Regions from separate parts of the Sus scrofa genome. Here region 2 is linked to region 1. A link is a contact called in public HiChIP or PLAC-seq data. All regions are on one chromosome and are shown on one strand. Each heading gives the region's core, a stretch centred on a gene start, on an enhancer-like site or on the middle of the called end of the contact. The rest is flanking DNA. Distances are from core to core; before and after follow the strand shown. Region 1 overlaps ARHGAP31 (rho GTPase-activating protein 31). Region 2 holds the start of B4GALT4 (a long non-coding RNA gene).

Evidence for each region. HiChIP or PLAC-seq counts read pairs in DNA pulled down with a chosen protein or histone mark.
Region 2: a contact with region 1 is called in an H3K27ac HiChIP or PLAC-seq map of alveolar macrophages. The contact joins the promoter of B4GALT4 here to the enhancer-like site in region 1. A contact is called at or near these places in 4 of 47 Hi-C or Micro-C datasets (heart right ventricle, retroperitoneal adipose tissue, skeletal muscle and 1 more) and 2 of 2 datasets of contacts at active chromatin or transcription factors (alveolar macrophages and skeletal muscle).

The regions. Positions count from the first base shown.
Region 1 is chr13:140,903,438-140,910,289 of Sscrofa11.1, reverse strand. The region is part of intron 1 of ARHGAP31 (rho GTPase-activating protein 31); the gene reads left to right. Among named protein-coding and RNA genes, the nearest start is that of ARHGAP31, 42 kb to the left of the region's middle. Within about 2 kb of position 2,064, at least 4 of the 83 cell types and tissues checked have an H3K27ac peak or open chromatin away from gene starts, as enhancers often do. A contact at or near this core is called in alveolar macrophages and skeletal muscle, where this site is marked.
Region 2 is chr13:140,968,026-140,975,386 of Sscrofa11.1, reverse strand. B4GALT4 (a long non-coding RNA gene) reads right to left here and starts at 5,826. Exons shown (of 7, transcript XR_001300547.2): 1 at 5,725-5,826.

The sequences.
Region 1 (6,852 bases), core at 815-3,314:
CCATTCTCTCTGTTTACCTTCACAATTATTTCTTCATTGACAGTTGGGGGAAGTGAGGCCAGGAGGTGCAATGACTCATCTCAAGAATCAGAGTCACAAAGAAGCAGAACCAGGATAGAACCTGATTCTGATTGCCACCACATTATTCCTTTCTTTCCATTCAAGCTTGCCTCTTGATTCGTAGGGCTTCCGATATTACATCTCATTTATGAGACAGCTAGTTTGTGAGAAGTCAGGACTCAGGTGAAACAGAAATAAGCTGTCAATTCTATTTATGGAAGGTGGCAAATTGACACAAACAGAGGAGGAGTTCCTGTTGTGGCTCAGTGGTAATGAACCCGACCAGTATCCATGAGGATGCGGGTTCGATCCCTGGCCTCATTCAGTAGGTTAAGGATTCAGTGTGAGCTGTGGTGTAGATTGCAGATGCGGCTCAGTTGCTGTGGCTATGGTGTAAGCAGGTGGCTATGGTGTAAGCAGGTGGCTGCGGCTCCATCCAACCCCTAGCCTGGGAACTTCCATATGCTTCAGGCGCTGCCCTAAAAAGATTTAAAAAAAAAAAAAAAAAGGTTTAAATGGCACTACCTACATTATATTTGGTCCTTGTTATCACCAGCAGTCTTCTCGGAGTCACTGATCAAACCTGGCGCATGTGCGGCATCATGGCTGGTATAACCCGGATGTACCGTAGACAGCTCCTCAAGCTCTTTAAAGATGAGGAAGTACGGAACCAGATGCCATGGGGCGCTGATGCCCAGGCACCCCCCTCCTGTGCTCAACAAGACCCATCGCCCTTCCGGCACCTTGCTGACCTCCCTTACTGGTGTCCCTGACACTTTGTCTCCTGGCTCACCCTCACCTCCTGTTTGGCCCAATCTCCAGCCCCCACCCTGCCCTGTGACCTGGCTCCTTGGCAGGAGTCCTAACTGACCAGACACTGCATGAGTGTCAGTTCCTTTGGCTGGGCTCCCTAATCCCTGCAAGCTCTCTTCCTGGCTTCAGACCCTCAACTCTGCTTCTGGAAACATCCAAACAGTAGCTCTCAGCTCCCTAGTGAGATGTTCTTGACAAAGGCCAGATTTTCCTATAATTAGGGAGCTGCAGCCTGAGGGCTGTGTGATCCCCTTAAGTCACCATTCCTGTGCCCTGCCAGCCAGCCATTTGCAGGTAAGGTGACCAAATAATTTATCATCCATATTGGGATAACTAAGAGTGGAAGAGGGGTGTTCCTGTCGTGGCTCAGCGGTTAAGGAATCTGACTAGCATCCATGAGGATGCAGGTTCGATCCCTGGCCTTGCTTCATGGGTTAAGGATCTGGACTTGCCGTGAGCTATGGTGTAGGTTGCAGACGGGCTCAGATCCTCCATTGCTGTGGCTATGGCATAGGCCAGTGGCTACAGCTCTGATTTGACCCCAGCCTGGGAACCTCCTTATGCCATGTGTGTGGTCCTAAAAAGAAAAAAAAAAAGAATGGAAGGGGGCACCATTAATAATTTCACCTGCACAACAGGTGAACAAGGGCCCCCCTGGCCAACGGGGACATATCCCAGGTTATAGTCAGGCTGACTCCCCCCTTAAAACAACATTACGCTTTTATTGCAGATGGGTTCTGTGCCAGGCACCGCACCAGACACTTTACATGCCTGCCTATTCACTTAATTCTTATGATAATCCCTTGTGTTTGATGTTACCTTCATTTTACAGAGAGGGAAACTGAAGCTCAAAAAGGCTAAATAATTTGCTTGAGGTGATATTTAATAAGTGTGGATCCTAGCCTGACCTCAAAGACTTTCTTCTTAATTCCTCCCTTTGGGTCCTGACCAGTGTAATAATGGAATCAATAAAAATGGAACTTTGGCTGAGGGATGACAGAGTCAGCCCCCAAATTAAAAATGAGTTATGTTCCAGAGAAACATTTGTACCTTGAGTGCTTGGAATTTGAAATGCATTTTCTCATGAAAAAAAAAAAAAGGTCTAAAATGGTGGTCAGGCTCCAAGACCAACCAACAAAAGTCTATGTAGACTGTAATTTCATTGTGGTTTACTTCTCTATGTAATACTGAACTGGAATAGGAAGCAGAAACCATAAGTTTCTATCATAGTTACTTCACTTACTGGCTGTGTGATTTGGGACAAGTTTCTTAACCTCTGTGAGCCTCTGTTTTATCATCAAAATTGAGAAAATGTCTAGGAATTGTTCTAGGGGCTAGAAAATGTATAGCCTCCAAAACCCACAAGAATCACAGGAGACAATGTAGGTGAAAGTCCTTTAAAAATAGTACTTATAATACGATAAGGACTGACCACCACTTATGACACTGCCAGGGGGCAAGTCAGGTTTCCAAGAACCCTAACTCTGACCTTCAAAGTGGAGACAAGAATTCTTTAGAGCCAGGTTGAGTAGTGGGCAGGTCCAGGAGCCTCTGGGGAAATGTGTCTTCCTGAGGAAGAGCTGGTGGCACTATGAGTGGAAGAAGAGGAATCCAGGAGGAAAGGGGGCTGGATGAGAAGAACACACAGGCTCCCACATGGTTTGGGGGCTCAGTCAGGAGAAGGGCAGTATGTGGTTGCCATGCTGCCTGGGGATCCAGATGCTGAGGAGCAGAGGCGATGAGCCATGGCCGGGGGGTGAGAGGACCTCAGGGCCAGTCTCCAAAGCCAGGGGAACAGGGGCTCTTACTACTTTGGGGTTTGGAAATAGCAGCCAATGTTTCTATCTATTGATTGTTCATGGTTCATCAGTCGAGGGTGCGTTGTGTCGGTCAACTGCACAGGGACTCTAGATCCTGGGATTGAGTTTAAAAACAGTGATTTCTAAGCAAAAAGTCTACAGAAGACTCACTTAACTATATAAAGGTTTATTTAATTTTTAACTGAATGTTTTCAAGGTCCATGCCTGTTGTAGCATGTACTAACTAGTACTTCATTCCTTTTTATTGTCAATACTATTCCTTTGTGTGGACGTGCCACCATGTATTTATCCATCCATCAGTTAATGGACGTTTGGATTGTTTCCACTTTTTTGGCTACCAGGAATAATGGTGCTGTGAACATTCATGTACAAGGTTTTGTGCAGATGTATGTTTTGATTTCTCTTGGGTATATATACTTTGGAGTAGAATTGCTGGGTCATGTGGTCATTCTACATTTGACATTTTGAGGGACTGTGAGTTGAATAATATATATGCAAAAAGTATGTAGTATGTTAATACATTGTTAATACTTATCCTTTAATAAACATTGTATTCTCCCTGGGCATTGCCTTAGAGACCTCCCACTTGTACAGCCATCCCCTTAAACATGCGGACTCAACTACAAGTGTTCATTTTAATAGTTCATACTGGTTTGAATAGTTTGAGCTTGTTTCAGGTGCAGTTTGTGTCTCCCTCCCCCTGTGCTTCTACCCATTCCTGCATTTAAACAGTAGATGTCAAATAAACAACAATAGCACAATGATTGCAAATAGGAGGAAACAAAACTTAAGTCATTTGTATGAGCACTTGAGGTTTTTAATTGTGGTCAAAATTTTAAATAGTGAAATAGAGTATAAACTGCAAGGTATAATGTTTTTGTTTCATAAGTGCAAATTTTAATTCATGCATGAAATATCTTATTGAATTTAAATATATTTATATAGAAATATTATTTTCCTTTTCAAGTAAATTGGTTTAAGCTAAAGAACAAAGGAGGAGGGGGGAGTAAGTGAGATGGATAGGGAGTTTGGAATTGGTGGATACAAACTGTTACATTTGGAATGGACGGGCAATTGCGTCCTACTGTACATCGCAGGGAACTGTGTGTGATTGGGTCACTTTGCTGTACAACAGAAAGTGAGGAAACATTGTAAATCAACTATACTTTAATAAAAAATAAAATTAAAAATTTTTAAAAATAAAACTGGAGAACAAAATAAGAAAATAGCAATAATAGCTATATTACTATTACAGGCTTATCACTGAAAATAATTTTCCATTATATAAAGGAAGATGGCATTAAAAATGATCTGTTCTTGGAGTTCTCTTCTGGCACAGTGGGTTAAGGATACAGCATTGTCACTGCAGTATCTTGGGTCACTGCTGTGGTGTGGGTTTGATCCCAGCCTGGGAAGTTCCACATGACGCAGGTGTGGCGAAAAAAAAAAAAAAATGATCTGTTCTGGATATTCGATGTGCTGGATGTGCCACACAAGATGACCAAGTTATTTAGGGACTGTTTCTTGGTGGAGTAAGCTTGAATTGGTGGAAGAAAATGGAAACAGATAAGCTTGGCAGTGTGGAAGGAATTCCTGGCTAAGTTCTAGGAATAGGGAAAGGGGCAAAGTCAAGAATTACCGGATATATCAAGAATGAATGAGATGGAAGTTTGGGGAGTTTGCAGAGAGGGTAAACCTGGGCCTGAGTCTGGAGTAGAAAGCCATTTGAGACTCTCAGACAAGAACTTTGTGAAGGAAAGCTTGAGGTCCATTACCTCAGGAGCAAGATGCAGTATGAATGGGGACAACAGAGGACCACAATCCAAAGGAGGGTTATAAGGCTGGTCAAGTAATTCAAGCATGAAGTAATGATATCCTCCTTTGGGTGGTGGTTACAGGAATGGAGAAGTAACAAATCAAAAGGTTCTTATAAAATCACCATAGGAAAGATATTAATTTCTCCCTACATTGATCTATAGGATTAATGCATTTCCTTTCAAAATCCCAGCAAGGTTTTTTTTAAATAGACAAAGACAAGATTATTCTAAAATTTATATGGAATGACATAGTCCCTAACGTAGCAAGACAAATCTTGAAAAAGCAGAGGAAAATGGGAAGACAATAAGGCCTAGCACATAGCTATAGTATAAAGGGAGTGGGACATGAGCAAAGGGATAGACACAGAGACTAACAGAACAGAAGAGAGAACCCACTAATAGCCCCACATGATTATACCCAACTGATTTTTGACAAAGGTGCAAAGGCAATGCAGAAAATGGTGCTGGAGCAATTGGATATCCACTGGCCAAAAAATGAGCCTCTATCTAAACCTTTCACAAAAGTTAGATCAAAAAGGATCATGGACTTACACATAAAATGCAAAACTATGAAACTTTTGGGGGAAAAAAATCAACTCTTTGGGATCTGAGACTAGGCAAAGAGTTCTTGGGCGTCACACCAAAAGCAAGAGCCATGAAAGGTAAAAATCAACAAATTGGACCTCATCAAAATTTAAAACTTTTGATCTACAAAAGATCATGGTTAAGAAGTAAAAACAAGCTACAGGGGAGGAGAAAATATTTGCAAATCATGTACCCAACAAAGGATGAGTGTATAGAATATATAAACTTTCAAACTTTGGCAATTGAAAAAAAACCCCGAACAATCCAATTAGAATATATACCAGAGACATGAGCAGACATTTCATTGAAGAGGATGGACAGATGCATAAGCAGATGTGATTCCGATCCCGAGTTGCTGTGGCTGTGGTGTAGGCCAGCAGCTGTAGCTCTGATTCGACCCCTAGCCTGGGAACCTCCATATGCACGGGGACAGCCCTAAAAAAAAAAGAAAAAGAAAAAAATTGATGAAAAAAGGGGAAAAAAAAAAGCACAGGAGAGGATCCAACCTTGTCACTGCTGTGGCTCTGGTTACTGCTGTGGTGCAGGTTCAATCCCTGGCCCGGGAACTTCCACATGCTATTGGAAGTTATTCTCATTTTATCATATAAATTCAGTACTCTAATCGTATCTCCAAATTTGGAACTCCACAAAGGTCTCCAGAGATATCTTTCCCAAATGCGGCATATAATTCCAGTAGGATTTAGTGACTACTTAACGTAGGGGTAACTGAAGTGTCTATAAAAACTGGCACCAGAGTTCCTGTCATGGCTCAGTGGAAATGAATCTGATTAGGAACCATAAGTTTTCGGGTTTGATCCCTGACCTCACTCAGGGGGTTAAGGATCCGGCACTGCCATGAGCTGTGGTGTAGGTCACAGACGAGGCTTGGATCTGGCGTGGCTGTGGCTGTGGCATAGGCTGGCAGCTGTAGCTCTGATTAGACCCCTAGCCTGGGTACCTCCATATGCCGCGAGTGCAGCCCTAAAAAAAAAAAAAAATACAAAAGAAAAAAAAAAAAAAAAAAACTGGTACCATTTGACCTCTTCAACAGGTGAATACCAACAGCTACGTGGACTAGACAGAGTCTGGGCCACTTACCAGCTATGTGATGTGACAAGGGACCTCTTTCTTGGATACTCAGTTTCCTCCTGTGGAAATGAGAATGATGATTCTCACCTTCAGGGTGGCTCTGGTTACTGCTGGGTCAAATCAAAACCCACAGACGTGAGGTATCCACCCGAGTTCTCAGTGTGAGTGTGGGTGTTCTCACACACAAGCTAAGGCTGCAGTCTCCAGGAGAAGTTTAGGTGACTCTCTTTCTGCAGTTTAATTCTGTTGACCATATGGCCAAGAATATCTGAGACAACACCATATTTATTATTCTATCTTGCTCTTCTCTTAAGTATGCTAATGCTTTTCCAAGCACATATCTTGATTGAAAAACCCATCACTGATGTTATGTAACAACCAGAAATCTGTGCACAAGACATTCCTGCTACCACTGAGGGGTCTCCCAGATGTGCTTTATTCATCACATAAGACTTAGAAGTTCTGGGCACTCCTGGAATGTTGATCTAAACCATACCAGACTGCATATCACAGCTTCTACCCAACTAGGTCCCCACCACTTTTTTTTCTTATGATGATGGTTGTTTTACTTTTCTAGATGCATTGTCACATTCCTCAAAGGAAGGTCCCTCTAAGTTTCACAGCCTGATGTCCTATGACTCAGTGTGTGTGTGTGTGTGTGTGTGTGT
Region 2 (7,361 bases), core at 4,577-7,076, 61 kb before region 1:
AGGGACCAAACCCGCAACCTCATGGTTCCTAGTCGGATTCGTTAACCACTGCGCCACGACGGGAACTCCGGATTTTTTGTTTATAACAGCCCCTCCCAATTTTCCCTTCTCCTCAATAAGAGTTTCCTTTTCCTTTGCTTTATCTAAAACTGCATGTGGCTTGCCATAGTTGCATGTCCCAAATTGCAATTCTTTGCTGCTTCTGAATAAACCCATTTTATAAAATAACTGGCTGCTTTACTGTTCATTGTTTTAGGGTAACAGGGCAGGGGGCAAAGACGGGATAGAAATGATAACAGCCATTTACATGTACAAGTCATTTAAATTCAGGCTGAGCTCTTAATGGACAAAAGTGGAAGCACTGGAGGGAGGAAGAAAATGATATTATGTTTTAACCCACAGAGTGAAATGAATAGCCATGAGTCCATACTAATATAAATGATCAAATAAATGGGAAAGGGCAGCTTTTTCTTAAAATTAACTTCCAATTAATAAGGAAACAAGAGATAGAAAAAAAAATCATCATTAGGCAAACACCACTGTAAATAATTGTTGAAGACAAAACCCACCAATGAGTGCTTACATTTGTAGATAAAAATCTGAAGAGAAACAGAGTTTGCATAGTCTCAAAGTATCTCCCCCCAAATAACTATTAGCCACAAAGGGAAAGACAGTAACTTTATAGTGAAGAAACCTAGCAGATAACACCATAACCAAGTGATGAAGGTTAATATTACCAGTAATAAGATCTAGCAACCTCATGCATCAGTGACGCACTCTACAAAACAACTAGCCAGTACTTTTCTACAAATTAACTTCATCCTACAAAATAACTCATCAGTATTCTTCAAAAGGGTCAAAATAATGAAGAACCAGGAAAAACTGAGGAACTATCTAGGACTGGAGGAGACTAAGGTGAAATAACTGAATGCAAGGTAGGATCCTTGATCACATATGGAAACAGAAAAAAATTCATTAGCAGGAAAGCTGATGAAGTCAAATGAAGTCTATAACTTAGTTAAAAGTATTGATAACTAAACAATGGTTATGAAGGGGCTAATATTAGGGAAAGTTGAGTGAGTTCTCTGTACAATATTTGTAATTTTTCCCTAAAATTAGTTAAAAATTTAAAGTTATAAGTCAAAGACTACATATAGCCCAAGTCAACCTATGACAGTAAAATTAACTTAATTCTCAAAGAGAAGCACTGTTTCTTGTACTCCTAGTACCTCAAACTGACATGATATAGAAGATACTAAATTTGGTAAATTATGAATGACTTTCTAGGATATACTAGTTGAAATACATAAGGACACACAATGATCCCAGGCTACTACTAAAACAAATGCAGGAGTTCCCTGGTGGTCCAGCAGGTTAAGGACCTGGCATTGTCACTGCTATGGCATGGGATCAGTCCCTGGCCCAGGAATTTTAGTACGCCATGGGTGCGGCCAAAAATAAATAAATAAAAATAGAACAAATGCAACATGGGGAAAATAGAAGGAAAAAAAAAAGACTAATAAAGGAGGGAAAAAATTAAATGTGTGCAAAATTCCATTTAGAGCAGATTTTAAAAAGTGAAAAAGGCTCAGCCCTACACAAGATCCCTTTGGTTTACCAACAACAACACTCTTCTAAAAGGGTAGAGGGCCTCATCTTTAATAGATGGCACTTTCCTTTAGTCATGCCCACCACCTTCTGCTGCTTCTGCTGAGTTTTCAAAAGCAGTACTGCTCTTTTTTGACTCTGGGAGGAGTTGCTATTTAGCCTGCCCCTTCCTCCCTCCACCTAGAGGGCACACCAGAGCAGTCAGTGTCCCTGCCTCTGGGCAAAAGTTGCCCAATAGTCCTGAATAATCTACTTTACAAGAGTTGGCATGAAACAAATAAATTTAACTAGCAAAAGACTGGAATCATTTTATGTAGCCCTTGTTATGTATGCAGCATAAAAGTAGTCATAAGTTCTGGTGGGTGCTTTAAGAGAGGCTTGTTATATAATGCGTCATTCCCACCTATCCCAGAGAATCCTGCAGTGGGGTCAGGTGGAGCCCCCTTTCCAAAGTCAGCACAGGCACATCAACAAAAAGGTTTGAGAAGGTCTGAGGTAATGAACAAACAAGGGTTCTGAAATCACAAAGAGCTAAGTGCACATCTGGTAACCAGATGCATGAATAGCTTTGGGCAAGTGACCTTAATGTGAGTCCATTTTGCCATTTGTTTAAAAAAACATTTTTCAAAGTGTAGTTCCAAGAGTGCCTATATCAAATACGGAGGGAAATTTGTTAAAATTGCAGATTCCTGGGCCGTACTCCAAAGCTAATGGGTCAGAACAGCTGGGCCTGGGACGCAGGAAAATGAATTTTTAATAAGCTCCCCAAGTGATTCTTATACACATTAAAATTTGAGAACCACTGAAATAAGAGATTGGACTTTAATGTAATAGACCCTTCAGAAATGTTCATTTTCCTTCTGGTGAGGAAAAGCAGTAAGGAGATATGTGAAAAGCAGATTTTTAAAATGCCTTTGATGCTGTATAGCAGAAACTGGCACAACATTGTAAATAAAATATAATTTTTAAAAAATTAAAATGCATTTGACTAGCTTTTGACTCCATCATTTAGAAATTTATTCTAAGAAATAATCAGACAGGTAGACATGATATTCAAACTAACATTACTAAAATAACCAAAAATTGAAAAAAATCAAAATGTTAATAAGGAGCTGATTTAATTAATTACAGTACCAATATGATGAAACACATACCTTCCTTAAAATGGTGCTTAAAAAACTTTACATGGGAAAATGCTCATGGTAGCTAAGTTAAAAAAAATATACAGGAGTTCCCAGAGTGGCTCAGTGGAAACAAATCTGAATAGTATCCATGAGGATGCAGGTTTGATCCCTGGCCCCTCTGAGTGGGTTAAGGATCCAGTATTGCCATGAGCTGTGGTGTAGTTCGCAGACAAGTCTCAGATCTGACGTTGTTGTGGCTCTGGCGTAGGCTGGCAGCCACAGCTATGATTCAACTCCTAGCCTGGGAACCTCCATATGTGGTAGGTGCAGCCCTAAAACGACAAAAAAATTTTTTTAATTAAAAATAAATAAATTTTTTAAAATAGAATATAAAAACGTATAGAGTATACAATCCAAACTATGCTATAAATGTGTGATGTGCATGCCTTTTACATATAAAATGCCAGAAAGAATCACTGGTGGTCATCTCTTAATTACAGATTAGAGAAATTTTATTCCTTTTCAATTTTCTCATTTTTCTAAAACAGTTTTTTATGATCAGAAATTTTTTTTTCTGATAAAATCATTACCTAGTTTTAAAATGTATTAAAAACTCAGAGATGACACAATAGGCGGGGATTATGATTTACCTAAATTTAGTAGTAATTCATTCATATAACCTTTAAGGAAATCTACTCTAAAGAGGTCAACAAGCCCAAATCTCAAAGAAAAACCTCAGACGCTTCCAATAATTTTCAATGCCAGATAATTTTGCAGTCTCTGTTAAAAATTCCTATTCCTAGGCTTCACCCCCAGAGATTTTTATTGCCAAGGCCTGGGGTGGGGCCAGGGAATCAATATTTTCAATAGAAACCCAGGTAGGCTTCAATTATCATCACTGTTTTATGATGGCTTTAGAGTGAGGAGAAAACCATCACAACAGACTTGCTTTGACTGTTTCCACTCTGAATTAAAGATCTTCAAAGAAATGGTGAGTTCTCCAGTCATGCATGTACCTCTGGGGAAAAACATGCATTAATTACTATTTGCTCAGTTTAAAGTAGATACTAATACTTAGGCCACCAAGTGACACATAAAATACACTAAGAGAGCTAGTTTTATTGCCCTCTGCAAGATTATGTAGTCAAACAGTTCAGTACTTCTATTTAACAGATGTTTTTAATCAGACGGGGAAAAGAAAATCTGATCAAAGGGGAATTCCCTTGTGGCACAGCAGGATAACTATCCAGCATCATCACTGCAGTGTCCTAGGTTTGATTCCTGGCCTGAGGGCATCCACATGCCACGGTTGGGGGGGGGGGGGCTGTCGAAATCTTACCAAAACAAGGATCTTCCTCTAAAAAACAATGAAGGTAGGCAAAATATGCCATGCCAACATATGCCACTTGGGCATACTGATTATTTTGAATTAAAGTTACTTTAACAGTCAGTGCAAGATCACTTTCACCCTCTTTTGTTCTTCTTGAAAGCAGGAAATAAATCTTCCAGGTGAAAGGCACCCTCTCTATACCAGGAAGGCACCAGGATAAGGCATCTCTTATTACTAGAGCTGGGAATTCAAGGTGGAGAATGCTATATAACAAACCTTATTACTTCCTCATCAGTTCGCTACCCCAAGCCCTAACTTCTGCCTTTTCAATTCTTCACAAATTTATTTTTTCTTTGTCTGAACCATATGAAAGCTGTCTGCTTTGGTTACTTCTTTGAGCCTCATACTGTTATGGAATCCCACCGGTATGAAATTAAATTTTTCTCCTGTTTATGTTTCACATCAATTCCATTATTAGACCAGCTAAAGGACCTAGGAGAGGAAAAAAGGAAAAGGTTTTCTCCCCTACAACACAAACAGGCACATTAAAATTTTGCAATTGCATGTGGTTGAAAAGCCAACCCTGCTCTAGAAGATAAAATTCCAAAACGATAAACTGTGGTCGCATTTAGCGTTATCTCTGGCCAGAGAAACGCATTCCAGCCCTCTGGCCCACCAGCTCAGCCCAGGTGCCTAGAAGAGCCCTCAGCCCCTTTTTAAGCCCACTTTCTCAGTCTGGACCCTGAATGTTATTCATCACTATCCAAGATTCCTTCACTTTCTTGCATCCTCAATGTGATTCGCCTTTCTTAAAAGAAATTTAGAAATTAAAAAATAAAAAAAGCAAAAAGTCCCTCAACCTTCAAATTGCTGTTTTCTTCCTCCTCCCTTTCACCACCAAAGGACAGGAAAGGTCTCCCTGTGCCCTGGCCGCCTCCAGGTCCTCAACCCTCACCCACTCTCGAACACTTTGCAATCCAGCACACGCCCACCCCGTTGAGAAGTGCTCTCCCAAGGGTACCAACCCAAAGGCCTTTTCTCAGTCTCAGTCCTCATAGACTTCTTTTTTTTCCCCCCTCAAACCGAGAGTTGGCTCTTATCTAATGGAAGACCGAACAGCAACCGATACGACCGACATAGATGGACGCAGAGCCAGACTAAGGGCAGGTATCCAAGGTACTTTAAAATCCAGTCGACCTCCCCAGCTCTTCGGCCCCTGCAGGCCCCTCGTCGGTATCAGCAGATGGGTTTCCTAGTAGAAACCTTGGTGAAATAGGGCTCCAGGGAGGAAGCAGCTTCTTCACACTGATGCGCCCGGAGGGGAGAGAAGTGCTAGTGGCGACCCCAGAACCTTGAGGTGGGCTCTCGGGGCGGGGGGAACGACCCCTGAGGGCCTACCTGGCAGCATCTCACCTACCATCCCTCCGGCAGCAGAGGGAGCGCCGCGGTGGCCCCGGCACCTGAGCCCGTGCCTCCCTCAGGGCTCGGCCTCTGCAGGCCCCCTGCCCGGCCCCACCGCCCGGAGGAAGGCAGGAGGGCCGTCCCAGGCCCTGGGACCGATCCCGCTCGCCACCCGGTGATGCCCATAGAGCGCCAGCCGCCGCCCTCCCCACGGAATTGCTTGTCCCGGGCGCAGGCGGAGCGGAGGCCCAGCGTACTCACCCCTGACGCGGCCGCGAAGAGCACCACCCGGAGCCAGGGGAGGAGGCAAAAGCTGCAGCAGCCGGGACCGCCCCGCCTCCCGGGAGGCGGCTCCTGCGGGCTGGCTCCGCCTCCCCCGAAGTAGCTGAGGCCGGGCCCCGGGGCCGTCTGCGCGGTCCTATGCAAGCCGAGTCCGATCGACCCAGTAACCGTCCCCGGCCAACAGAAGAAGCACCAGGAGGGAAAACGCCAGCTTATCTTTTGAGTGATCGTAATAAAACCTTATGCCAATACTGCCCTAGGGTCTGCACGCTTCCCAAATCCCATTCTCGTAAATGCTCACAAAACTTTGAGAAGGAGAGATGAACCTTCCCATTTTACGGAGTAGGAAACTGAGGCTTTAGAAGTTAATAAATTTACCTTACATCACCCTGACGAAAGGTTTCAGCTTTCTCAACTGCACAATGTGCCAAATTAACTGACTTCCCCATTTCACAGAACTACTGAGAATATTGAGTTGTGAGAAAACCAAATTTCTTCAGATATTAATACAAAAAGCCAAGACAGAATCATATTTATACTGATGATTTGAGTGAAAAATCATGGAAAGTTCTGCTTAGGCTGGCAGGAGAGCAGACTAGATTCTCTAAGAAATAGGAGATTTTCCAAGAAGCACCCCACTGCAAATGGAACCAACCCTGGGGTCATTGAGCTCTAAGCAGGAGACCTGGGGTTTGCTGAGGGCACACGGAAGATCTCTGCTGGCACTGTGATCTGGCACCCAAACAGGAGAGCCAAACCTGCCCCTTCAGCATCCAGCCAAGACTGTGAAAGAGCACTACTGAGTTTCCCAGTCTCCTGAGGTCCGAGCAGTGGAAACATACTTTATAGGGTGCATCTTCCATTTAGTCCCACAGAATCCAAACAAATACAAATGCACAATCTTTAAAAAAAATCACCAAGCTCCAGGGGCCACACATAATGACAGTGGGCAGGGACTTCTTTTTGTGGCTCAGTGAAAACAAATCTGACTAGTAACCATGAGGATGCAGGTTGGGTCCCTGGCCTCCCTCACTGGGTTAAGGATCCAGCATTGCCAAAGCTGTGGTGTAGATCATAGGCCAGCTGCTACAGTCTGATTTGACCCCTAGCCTTTGAACTTCCTTATGCCAGCAGATGCAGCCCTAAAAAGACAAAAAAAAAAAAAAAAGAAAGAAAAGACAGTGGGCAGAATTAAGACCAAGAGATTTATACTCCCAAAGACATCAGACACTGGAATTGTCTGCTGCAGAATACAGGAGAGCTCTTTTTGAAAATTATTAAGGGGGAAAAAAAAAAAAAGATTTCCCTAGGGGTTATTTACCAGTTACAAAGAGGATATATTATCCATTGGAGAAATCTGGCAGATACCACCTTAACCAAGTACTCAAAGTTAATTTCACCAAACTGATATCACTGTTACTGCATTCCTGCCAAAATGCATAATTGGAATTTAACCATGAGGAAACAGACAAGCCCAAATTAAGGGATATTCTACAAAACAACTGGTCTGTACACTTCAAAAATGTCAATGTCAATGTCATGAAAGAAACAAGGAAAGATGAGGAATGTTTCAGATTAAAGGAGACTGAAGAGATTTGACATTTAAATTTCTGGAA